Regions from separate parts of the Sus scrofa genome. Here region 1 is linked to region 2. A link is a contact called in public HiChIP or PLAC-seq data. All regions are on one chromosome and are shown on one strand. Each heading gives the region's core, a stretch centred on a gene start, on an enhancer-like site or on the middle of the called end of the contact. The rest is flanking DNA. Distances are from core to core; before and after follow the strand shown.

What was found. HiChIP or PLAC-seq counts read pairs in DNA pulled down with a chosen protein or histone mark.
Region 1: a contact with region 2 is called in an H3K27ac HiChIP or PLAC-seq map of alveolar macrophages. The contact joins the promoter of BICRA here to the promoter of ZC3H4 in region 2. A contact is called at or near these places in 1 of 5 promoter capture datasets (liver) and 2 of 2 datasets of contacts at active chromatin or transcription factors (alveolar macrophages and skeletal muscle).

The regions. Positions count from the first base shown.
Region 1 is chr6:53,335,380-53,341,262 of Sscrofa11.1, reverse strand. It overlaps BICRA (glioma tumor suppressor candidate region gene 1 protein), which reads right to left and starts at 2,097. Exons shown (of 17, transcript XM_021094645.1): 1 at 2,031-2,097.
Region 2 is chr6:52,936,590-52,942,282 of Sscrofa11.1, reverse strand. ZC3H4 (zinc finger CCCH domain-containing protein 4) reads left to right here and starts at 3,568. Exons shown (of 16, transcript XM_005664626.3): 1 at 3,568-4,274; 2 at 5,318-5,483. The coding sequence starts at 4,199.

The DNA.
Region 1 (5,883 bases), core at 848-3,347, 400 kb before region 2:
TGACACCCAACTGATGCCAAAGGGACAAAGTGCCAAAGAGGGGTGTGGGAGAACCTAACAGTTCCGAGCTGTGTCCGAAAAACGTGAGCCGATTACACATCAGGGCTGTGTGACCCTAGGCCAGTCACTTCGCCTCTCTGAGCCTCCATGAGCCTGTCTGCAAAATGGGAGTAACGTAACTGACCCTACTTCCTCCTGGGGCTGTGGTTGGTGCAGGCACTAGCAGTAGCCTCTCTCTAACAACCTCTGGGGTGTGATTTCCCGCTTCTAGGGGTGGGCAAGGCTGGGGGAGGGCGGGGTAAGTAAGTACAGGGCTTCAGTCCCACTGGACACTGACACGTGGGAAGGGGGTGGTTCCTGAGCTGTCCACCTCCCCTGTTCTCCCACAGCCCCCCCACCCCCCAGGTCAAAGACACCTCACCTCAGGTGAGGGGACAGGTTGCAAACACAGAGAATTTATCAGCAATCTCAGGCCTGGAGTCCAGGGTGTTTCTAAAAACTGTTGCCCTGACGAGTAGCGGCTGGGAAAGGAGGCGTGCGGAAAAGCAAACACTCAAAAACATCCCCCGACTGTGCCACTATAGGAGGGGCTGTGTGACAAAAGGGGCTGCCGCTCCGGGCAGAAGGCTGGGCACGAGCTGCGGCCCACAGTCTGGGAACATCAGAGGGCTGGGACCTGTCACCCCAGCCTCCCGGGGAGAGCTGACACAGCGGCCTCTGACCCCACCTCCCCGGGAAGTTCAGCTGCTCAGAACCACAAAGCAAAACAAAGGGGTGCGGAGATAGGAAGGAGCCGCGCTGCCTTCCAGCCACCGCTGCCTCCCGGGCCCTCCCGCGGCTCCTCGCCCGGGTGGCCGCTGGCCGCGGACCAAGGCCCGGGCAGCCCCTGGTCCCTTGTCTCCCCGAGGCCGCCGGGTGACAGGAGCCGGAGAAGCAGCCGAGGGGCGGCCAGGGATGGGAAAACCAGATGGCTCCATCCCTCCTCCCTCCTCCTCCATCCTTCCCTCCGGGTGCCCGCGGCCTGGCCGCCCTCCGCAGGGGCCCGGGGAGGCCTCGGGCCCGGCTCGTCCGGGCTCACCCCAGGGAAAGGGTTGCCTTTGTCTAAAGGTCACCACCCGAGCGCGGTGCCCGGGCTGGGCCTGGTGCCTCCCATTCCCGGGCCGAGGGGGAGGAGATGGGGGGCCACCCCAAATCTCGGGAGGTGACAGGGGTAAGGCTCCACTCCCTCCTCCCCCCACCCCCCGCAACGGCCCCCTCCGGGACCAGCCAGCTAGCGGGGGGGGGGGTCAACTCCTTTCACTGCTGGGGGGTGGGGGACCAAGTCAACTCCTTTCATTGTTTAGGGGCGGTGGGGAGGGGGAGACCCAGTGGCCTCCTTCCGCATCCATCCCTTCCCAGCCTGCCGGAGGCCCCGTTTCTTCCCGGCACCCCCAGGAGGGATGAGAGGAGGGGGCGCAGGGGACGGGCGAGAGGGGGAGATGAAGGCTCGCCGGCTCCGACAGGGAAGCCACCATCCGCTGCCCCATTGCCCTCCTCTTTCCCGAAAGGCGAGGAGCAGGGCGAGGGGAGGAGGCCCCCGGGCCGGGGGAGGGGGGGTCTCCCCGCCCCTCCCCCCGTGGAACGTTAGGTCTCGTTTTTCCGCCGCTCCATTGTATCCCCGGCAGCCGGCGGGAGGGCCGGGGAGGCACCGGGCGCCGGGTTTGGGCAGAGGAACCCGGGGTGGGGGGTGGGGGTCCCCGCAGGATCGGGGCGGCGGTGATGGTGGGAGAGACGCGAGGAGTCGGGGGGGGGGCTACCGGGGGTGGTGGGCGCCGAGCAAAAAAAGAGGCAGCGGGCGCTGCGCCCCGGTTGGGGGGCTGAGTGTGTGAGTGTCGGGGGGTGGGTTCGGCCCCGGCTCCGGCTCCCCCCACACACACCCTCGCCGCCAACCCCCACTCCCCCCTCGCTTTTGCGCCCTGTCACAGCCCCGACTCGCAGGTAGAGAGAGTTAAGAGATTTAAAGAGAAATTGCTACATTGTGAGAAACTCACCCTGATGTTTGAGCAGCCGTCGGCGCGGGGTCTCCGAGACGGCCCCGCACGGGCTGCAAAGGGAGGACCCAGAAGGGGCCGACCGGCCGGGCCGGTCAGCGCACTGCCTGATCGCATGGCGGCCGCCCGGCAGCCTCCGCCAGGCCCCTGCCGCCGCCCCGCGCCGCGGCCCGGGCGCCCCGGACCCGCGCCCGCTCCGGGCAGGACCCCTCGGGTTTGCAAAAAAAAAAAAAAAAATTTTTTTTTTAATTAAATGCAAAAGAAAAAAAAAAAACCTTGCAGGTTTTGTGTCCCGCCCCCCCTCTCCTCCTCCTCCTCCTCCTCCTCCCTCCGCCCTCGCCGGGGGACGAGCTTGGAGGAGGCCCCGCCCCGCGACTCGGCAAACCAGCTACCGCTCTGGGCGCGGAGCGGCGGGCCCGCCAGCGAATGGGAGGCTGCGGACGCCCCGGGAGGGTGACCTCCGCACCGGCACCGCCCCCTCCCTCGCTCAAGTCCCGGGGGTTCGGGGCGCGTCTTCCCAGGCTCCGTTGGAGCCTCCCGACTACATCGAGCGATGTTCTGGACTAGGGGGGAAGGCTAAACGGATTCGCACTCCCGGATCCCGGGCGACCGGCCCGGCTGGGGAGGGGGCTCCGTGCGCCCCGGCCGCGCCCCGACGCTGGGGACGGTCGCCGGGTAGGAGAACGCGTCCAAGGGGAGCGCCGAAGGTTCGAAAAGGTAGCGGGAGTCGTGGATGGAGAAGGGAGGCCCCGCAGGTGGAATCTCGAAGGAGCCGGGAGTCGGAGCCAAAAAGCTGGAAGGCTGGGGAGCGGGGGCGGTGCTTTGGGGACACAGGCCTGGACCCCAAACGCGGCTCGCTCACTCACCTCTGTCGGTTCTCTGAGCTGCCGCGGCCTGGAGGCGGGCGCCGGGGAAGCGGATCCGACCTCTCTTAGAACCTCTCCTCGAGGTCTCTCGGGCCGCGCAGATGGGATTCCCAGAAGCCCCGGGACGCCTCGGTGGTGTTGGGTCTGCTTCCGCCCCGCCGGGCCGAGAACGCCTTGCGGGCGTGACACTCAGATGGGCGCGTTTCTTCGGCGAACGCATGCTGAGCGCCTACTGTGTGCCCTGCGCCGGGCTCGGAGCCCAACGAGGACCCAGATAGCTACGAGCTACCCTCCCCAAGCGCTCAGGCCGAGGCGGCTTATATTCTGGTCGCTTAATACCTTCAGTTTCCCCGGTTCCCTGAAAAGCTAGGCGCATACCCCACGAAGCTGCTCAATACATGTGTGTTGAATAAATAAGTGATTGAGAGCTATGTGTTTTTAAGCTTTAGATCTGATCCTAGTTTCTCGGCGGCACTACTGTTATTTACGAGACCACGGAGGTAAAGGGCCCTGACTCAAACCCGGGAGCTCCTGGTTCCCATCCTGCCACTTGTTTACTGTGTGACCTTGGGCAAATGACTTCACCTCTCCGCTCCTCCATTTCCAAGAAGAAATCAATACTAGGTCTCACTTAGAGGGTTAGTAGGAGAAAATGACTTCTCTCGGAGAGCGGAACCTGACAGGAAGCGCCAGATAAGTGCAGACCGTTATTATTATTGATTATTATATAAAAAGGGAACCTGATCAACTCCAGAACTTAACACACGCATTGCTCCAAACAGAAAACAGTGGTCAATCTATGACTAACGTGGTGGTCATCCGCCACCCACTGAGATAGGGGACCCTTAGGGAACAGCCATATACACAGACATTATTTTGGAGCAGCTTTATTATTTGTTGGCTAAGATTGACACTCAGTTACACAGCTTGAATCCTGTCTCGATGGCTTTTTTCCAGTCTTCACCAGGAAGAGACCCTCAGTCACCTCTATCTAGAGACCTTTAGTTAGTCCCATCTTACGGGCGTAGAAAACTAAACTGGCCCAAAGAGGGAAAGTGTTTTGCCCAAGCTCCCACAAGCAGGAAGTGAGACCTGATCTGAGCCAGGTGCCACTCCTGGCTCTCAGAGCTGCTGACCCTGGGGAACCTCAGAACTTGGGAACTGACTGGGGTTCCAAGTTAGCAGATTTGAGGCGCTGCAGGGGATGACTGTCCAAGTTCACTCATCCAGGAAGTATTGTTGATGAGTATCTAGTGTGGGTGGGGAATATAGTGTCACCCTGGTTCCTGCCCCATCGATACCCCTACCCCACCCCCACCCCCAGCCACTGTCTATTAGGGGATACAGACAATGAGAAAATAAGCAAATAGGTCTCTTAGCCTGTTTCCCTGGCCCTCAGTGGCAGGTTCCAGGCTTCCAGTGGCATTACGCCTGCTACACATACCCCCCAAAATAGTGTACCCAGCACTTAGTGCTCAAGAAAGGTATGCTAGGAGTTCCTCTTGTGGCTCAGTGGTAACAAACACAACTAATATCCCTGGCCTCATTCAGTGGGATAAGGATCCAGAGTTGCCATGAGCTAAATTGTAGGTTGCAGATGTTCAGATCCCATTGTGGCTGTGGCTGTGGCTGTGGTGTAGGCCAGCAGCTGCAGTTCTGATTTGCCCCCTAGCCTGGGAGCCTAGGAACTTACATATGCCGTGGGTTCAGCCCTAAAAAGCAAAAAAAAAAAAAAGAAAGAAAAGTTCTGCTAAACAATGAGATAATGCCCACACAAACAGGCATTCTCCATCTCTTAGGAAGATGGTCTGAAGACCAGGAGGCTTGTATTGTGCCTGGGTGTGAAAGAAGCCCCCAATCTGGCCATGGCTGGCAAAGCCCTGGGAGGTCAAACATCCAAGGCCAGAGGAGAGGTCGACATGGTCCCCAAATTTTAAGAGACCTGCTCTTCTTGGGGGGGGGCAACCCTTCCCTTTGAGAATCAGATGCAAGACGTGAGTTCTAGGTTAGGAGTAGAGGTGATGGTGAAACCCTAAGTGATTCAGCAACTTGCCCCAGGGATACCAAGCCAGGGTAGGGACTAATGCAGTCACCCATGTTCACTCACTTTGTCCCTTAGTCACCAGCAAACCTGGGCAAAGTCCCGTCTCCAGCTCCTTCATGCAGTGGGACTGTAGACTCAGACACCAAAATCCACCCCCGATATTTTATTTTCTTATTTACTTACTTATTTTTCCCTCCCAATATTTTATTACGAACATTTTCAAATAGGAAAAAATGAAAGAAATATGATAGTGACCATCTCAATACCCAGCACCTCGATTCAACTATCAGTATATTACTCTATTTGCTTTCTCACACATCTGAGCATCTATCCACCCATCAAACCCACTTCATTTTTGGACACATTGCAGACATCTGTTTATTTCTCCCCAAACACACCATCAACCAGGTAAGCCTAACTTCCCACTGTGAAAAACACTCTGTGATAAAAACACCTCAGCCAGAGGCCAACTCTCATTTAAACCTCAATTCTAACTTTTTTTTGGCTACCCCTGGGTATGTGGAAGTTCCCAAGCCATTCCCTGGCCAGAGATTGAACCTGTGCCACAGCAGTGACAACTCTGAGTCCTTAACTGCTAGGCCACCGGGAAACTCACTCAATTCTAACTTTTTTTTGTGAAAGAAATAGGTTCAGAGAGGGTAAGAAACCGGATCGAGGTCACACAGCTGGGGATTCAAACCCCTCTGTCTGTCCCCAGAGTCCAGACTTGATGAAGTGTTCTCCCAGGGGCTTGACGCCCTGGGAGATGGAACATGTTCGGCTCACTGGCTCCCAGTTCCCCTGGCCCTCCAACCCTCCAGCCCTGAAAGCTACCCCCACCCCCACCCGAGCATTTTCTGTCCCATCCACTCACACTTCTAGGCCTTCCCCAACCTACTCCCAGCTCTCCCAATCATCTCTTAACCCCTCTTATCCTAACTGA
Region 2 (5,693 bases), core at 2,319-4,818:
CATTCCCTAGCCTCTAATGCTGGTAACAACCCCCTCATTATTGTGATGCCCCCCAAAAGCCCACACAAACTTCCAGTATTTTCCTCTTGAGAACTAAATATAATTTAGTTCAAAAATAATTTCCCTCCATAATTTTCAAAATGTCCTCTAGGGGGTGACACCATCTTTTTAAGAACTAGGTAGACCCATGACTGACCATCTCCTAAACTGGACTTCTTTACCTCCTGTCTCCTAAATAAATCCAAGGTTGCATTAGCAAGAAAGAAGGTAGAAATAGAGATGGGGTTGGCAGTCAGTAGGATCCAGCACAATGTCTCTCTTTGACCAGTGGTCTCCTTTCTTCCCCAGGGTTTCCAGAGGTTGGAGCCAGCTGCTGGTATTGGCCCACACTCTGCAATGTGTCTTCTCTGCAAAGGACTACTCAAATTAATAACAATAGGGACTACCCGTGACTAGTATCCATGAGGACGTGGGTTTGATCCCTGGCCTCACTCAGTGGGTTAAGGATCCTGCATTGCCATGAGCTGTGGTGTAGGTCACAGCTGCAGCTCGGGTCGACCCCTAGCCTGGGAACTTCCATATGCCATGGGTGTCCCCCCTGAAAAAAGATTACCACTTTTTTTTTTTTAAATGAGGACCACATTATTATTATTATTATTATTATTTTTTGTCTTTTTGCTATTTCTTTGGGCCACTCCCATGGCATATGGAGGTTCCCAGGCTAGGGGTCTAATCGGAGCTGTAGCCACCAGCCTACGCCAGAGCCACAGCAACGCGGGATCTGAGCCACGTCTGCAACCTACACCACAGCTCACGGCAACGCCAGATCGTTAACCTACTGAGCAAGGGCAGGGATCAACCTCATGGTTCCTAGTCGGATTCATTAACCACTGCACCACTGCGCCAGGACGGGAACTCCCAAGATTACCACTTTTAATAGCCAAGGCATGGAAGCAACCTGAATGTTCATCAACAGATGAATGGATAAAGAAGATGTGGTACTGGAGTTCCCGTAGTGGTTAACAAATCCGACTAGGAACCATGAGGTTGCGCATTCAGTCCCCGCCCTTGCTCAGTGTGTTAATGATCCGGTGTGCCGTGAGCTGTGGTGTCGGTTGCAGGCGAGGCTCGGATCCCCCGTTGCTGTGGCTGTGGCGTAGGCTGGTGGCTACAGCTCCGATTGGACCCCTAGCCTGGGAACCTCCATATGCCATGGGTACGGCCCTAAAACAAAACAAAACTACACACCAAAGAAATAGCAAAAAGACAAAAAAAAAAAAAAAAAGGATGTGATCCTATATACAATGAACTGTTACTCAGCCATAAAAAGAATGAAATAAACCATTTGCAGCAATGTGCATGGACCTAAAGATGATCTTACTAAGTGAGGTAAGTCAGAGAGAGACCATTTATACGTGGAATCTAAAAAAATGATACAAGGCTGTACAGCACAGGGAACTGTGTCCAGTCTCTTGGGTTAGAACATGATAGTATAAAAAACGTATAGTATTAAAAAAAAAAAGACAGTATTAAAAAAAGTGTATTTGTACGTGTGGCTGAGTTACTTTGCTGTACAACAGAAATTGAAGTAACATTGTAAACCAGCTATACTTTCATAAAAAGTTTTTTAAAAATATAGTTCTTGTTATGGTTTAAGAACCTGACTTGTATCCATGAGCATGTGGGTTTGATCCCTGGCCTTGGCCCACGGGTTAAGGATCTGGTGTTGGTGCAAGCGGTGGAGTAGGCTGCAGATGACGCTTGGATTTGGCACTGCTGTGGCTGTGATGTAGGAGCAGATCCGATTTGAAATTTGACCCCTAGCTGGGAACTTCCCTGTGTCGTGGGTGTGGCCCCCTAAAAAAAGTGATACAAATGAACTTAATTACAAAATAGAAACAGAGGAACAGACAAAATAAACTTACAGTAACTGTAACAGAGCTCCTGCCCTGTGGGGCCCCTAGGCACACAAGCCTTTCTGTTTTTAGGGAATACGCCTCAGCCTCCATGACCTTCCCTGAGTTCCAAAGGGCAGTGGCTAATCAGGGGAGGGAGGGGATGCAGAGACCAGGGAGGAGCAGTGGAGCCTTGGGGCAGGGTCCTGGTTCCTCCTTAAGGAATATACATAATACATAACAATATCTTTGAGCCTTTCCGTAGAACTAAAACTCTCAAGAAATGGAAGAATTACTCGAAGAAGGATTTTTCATTCTGGGAATGAAGGGGGACCACCAGCACCAGTCCTGGGGCCACTAAACATCTTTTTGTTTGTTTGTTTGTTTGTTTTAGGGCCCCACCCATGGCATATGGAGGTTCTCAGGCTAGGGATTGAGTCAGAGCTGCAGCCACTAGCCTACGCCATAGCCAAGAGCAACATGAGATCTGAGTGGCCGCTGCAACCTACACCACAGCTCACAGCAACATGGGATACTTAAAATCACGGATCAAGGCCAAGGATCTAACTTGCGTCCTCATAGATGCTACTCAGATTCGTTTCCACTGAGCCACGATGGGAACTCCTAAACATCAGCTTTGAAAGACAATACAAGCTTGCCTCTACCCTGATTCTTATCTGTAAGGGCACAGTCTTTAAGGCAGTAGTCTGCTGTGGCCCCCTCTGCCTGGCAAAGCAATAAAGCTATCTTTTTCTCCTTCACCCAAACTCTGTCTCTGCGTTTCTGTTCAGCAATGGTGGACAGAGGCCTGGGTTCAGGCTAGGTTCAAGTCCTAAGTGCTGTCAGTTTCGATACTACACAGAAATGAGAACAAATGAACTTCAACCACATGCCACCAATTAAATGTTAAGTGAAAGAAGCCAGATACCAAAGAGTATGTCTTGTAGATTCTATTTAGATGAGGACATGAAGGCAAAATTAATTTATGAGGTTAGGAATCAGAAGGTCCATTACCTTGGGGGAGGCTGTGACTAGATGGGGCTAGGAGGGGCCTCTGGGTTGGCTTATCATTCTCCATTTCATCATTTAGGTGATTACATAGTATATTCTCTTATCAAGTTGTATAATACTGAACCCAAACCAATAAAAAAGCCAGTTATTTCATCTCCAAAATGGGTTTATCCAGAGACAAATCAGTTGCAATTCAGGATTTACAACTTAAGAGGAACCAGAGGCAAGTCCAAAGAGCAACGGAAGAGAGCCTGGTTTTATAGGGAAAAGGGGCAGTTCCCATTGTGGCTCAGCAGTAAGGAACCAAACTAGTATTCATGATGACTCCGGTTCAATCCCTGACCTCCCTCAGTGGGTTAAGGATCCAGCATTGCCTTGAGATGTGGTGTAGGTCACAGACACAGAACGGATCTGAAGTTGCAGTGGCTGTGGTGTAGGCCAGCAGCTGCAGCTCTGATTCAATGTCTTGCCCAGGAACTTCCAAATGCAGTAGATGCAGCCCTAAAAAGACAAAAAGAAAATAGGTTAATCATTTTACTTTATCAGGAATGCTAATTTCTTCCCTGAAGGAGGTTGTAAATTACCCTGGCAGAGTTTATTTCTAAATTTTATAGTAGGATTAATATAGCATGTGATCTGGCGCCTCTGTCTCCACATCGCTCTCATGCTACAAGAATTTTCTCGGTTCCTGGCATCTAAGTGATCCTTGCCTTGTCAGGGCCTGAAATAAGGTATTTCCTCTGCCTGGAGCTATTTCTTCTTCTTCCGTGTCAGCTTAAACAACCCTGCCCCCCAAAATATTAAGAACCCTTCAGTTACTCTTTAACTTTCAGTTTCTTTCCCCTGGGGCATTATCGATTTTTATATACATAAAGACACTATGTTTCCATCGCCCATCATTGCACTTAGCCATGTAGAAGCTCATAAAGTATCCAACCAAGATCCTCTCTTGAAAATAGGACTGAACAAATTTTTGCAGGAGGCAATGAAATGCCAGCTCTGATTAAAAATCTTTCTGGGCTCTTGCGCGTAATCTTACAACCTCGAGCCAAAAACTTAAGACACTGAGCTTCAGGATACCTATTAAATGGACATAATAGTAGCTTCCTTAGTACAGTTGTGAGGGTTAAACGATTTATCCTTTTATACTGTCGAACCCTGTCAGTGCTCCCAAATCCAGCATTTAAGAGTCTTCCACCTACTACGTTCTAGGTTCTTAAACTCTGCCAAAGCACTACCAAGGCCCGCCCTCTCACACTGCCCAAGGATAACATCCACGACCGAGGTCTCTAATGACGTCATCTCCGGGCCCTTTCGGCTTCATCCTCCGGAAACCTACAACTCCAGGCACCCGGCCACCAGCTTTCGGTTATTTTTTTTTTTCTCCGTAGCTCGAATTCCTTCTCTCCCATTCTTCTGCCTAAACCTTTCGACTCTTCCCGCTGTCTCTCAGGCTGGCAATTCTCTGTTGCCCGCCTGCTCTCAGGCGAATTCCTCAAACTCTCTTACTCTATTAATCGCCTCATCCGCCACACACTTCAGTTCTTTCTGTCTAAATGCTATTACCGCCGCCCGGCCTCACTCGGCTGTTTCCGCCTCCTGTCACCCACCCTTGGCACCGCCTTCGGTTCTTTCCGGATCACCTCGGTTCCTCGTTTCTGCCCACCCCCGCCAGTCCCGACTCGCCTCGGCTATTTCCGGCTCCCCGGGCCTTCCCATTCTTTCTCTAGCTCCACCCACATCGACACCTTCGGCCTTTTCCGCCGCCCTTCGTGTCTCAGCTCCACGTGACACAGCCTCCCTGCTCCCCCTCCCACCTCGCCCTTCCTCCCGCCTCAGCCTCTGGGCTTATCCGGGCCGAGCCGCCATTTTGTGTGAATTTCTGACTGCGGCGGAGGCCGGGCAGCTGGGGCACCTAGGGCGGGCGGGCAGACAGACAGTCGGCCCGTCTCCGCGGCCCGTCTCCTTCCCCTAAAATCCTTTTTTTTTTTTTTTTTTTTTTTAAATCCCCTTTGCTCGCTCTCCTCTTCTCCCCTTCCCCCTCGCTTGCTCCATCGCGCGCGGCCCGCGCTAATTACACCGAACCACCCACCAGTGTCCGTGTCCTCCGGGTCTCCGACCCTCCCCCGGGCCCGCGAGGGGGTGTGTGTGTGGGGGGGGCCCTCTCGCCCCAATGAGGGCCCCGCGCCCGTGAGCGAGTGAACCTAGAGGCGGGCTGCGGAGAAAGCAGGCGGCGAGCGGCCCTCTGAGGCCAAGGCCGCGCGGCCTACGCGGAGGTCGGCGCAGAGGTGATTCCGAAACCGAAAAAATATATACTCATTCCTGTCAGGAGCCCTCCGAGCTGAAGTGTGCCCCTCCCGCCACGCCCAAGCAGTCCTTTTTCGTGCATTAACATCCCCTCCCCCCCAAAGGAACTATGGAGGCCGCGCCCGGGACCCCCCCGCCGCCGCCATCAGAGTCGCCGCCGCCGCCATCGCCGCCACTGCCATCAACGCCTTCGCCTCCTCCGTGTTCCCCCGACGCCTGCCCGGCCACCCCGCACCTCCTCCACCACCGCCTCCCGCTCCCTGACGACAGGTCAGGCCCCCGGCCCGGCCGGGGCAGCGTCCCCGGGGGGAGGAAGAGGAGGAGGAGGAGGAAGGGGGGAGGCCGCCATGTTGGGCCGGGCCACGGAGGAGGAGGAGGAGGAGGAGGAGGAAGGGCGGGGTCGGTGGGTGTCTCTCGCTCGCTCGCTCTTTCTCGCTTGCTTTCTCTCCTGGCCTCATGCGTTTCCCCCCCCTCGCGGCG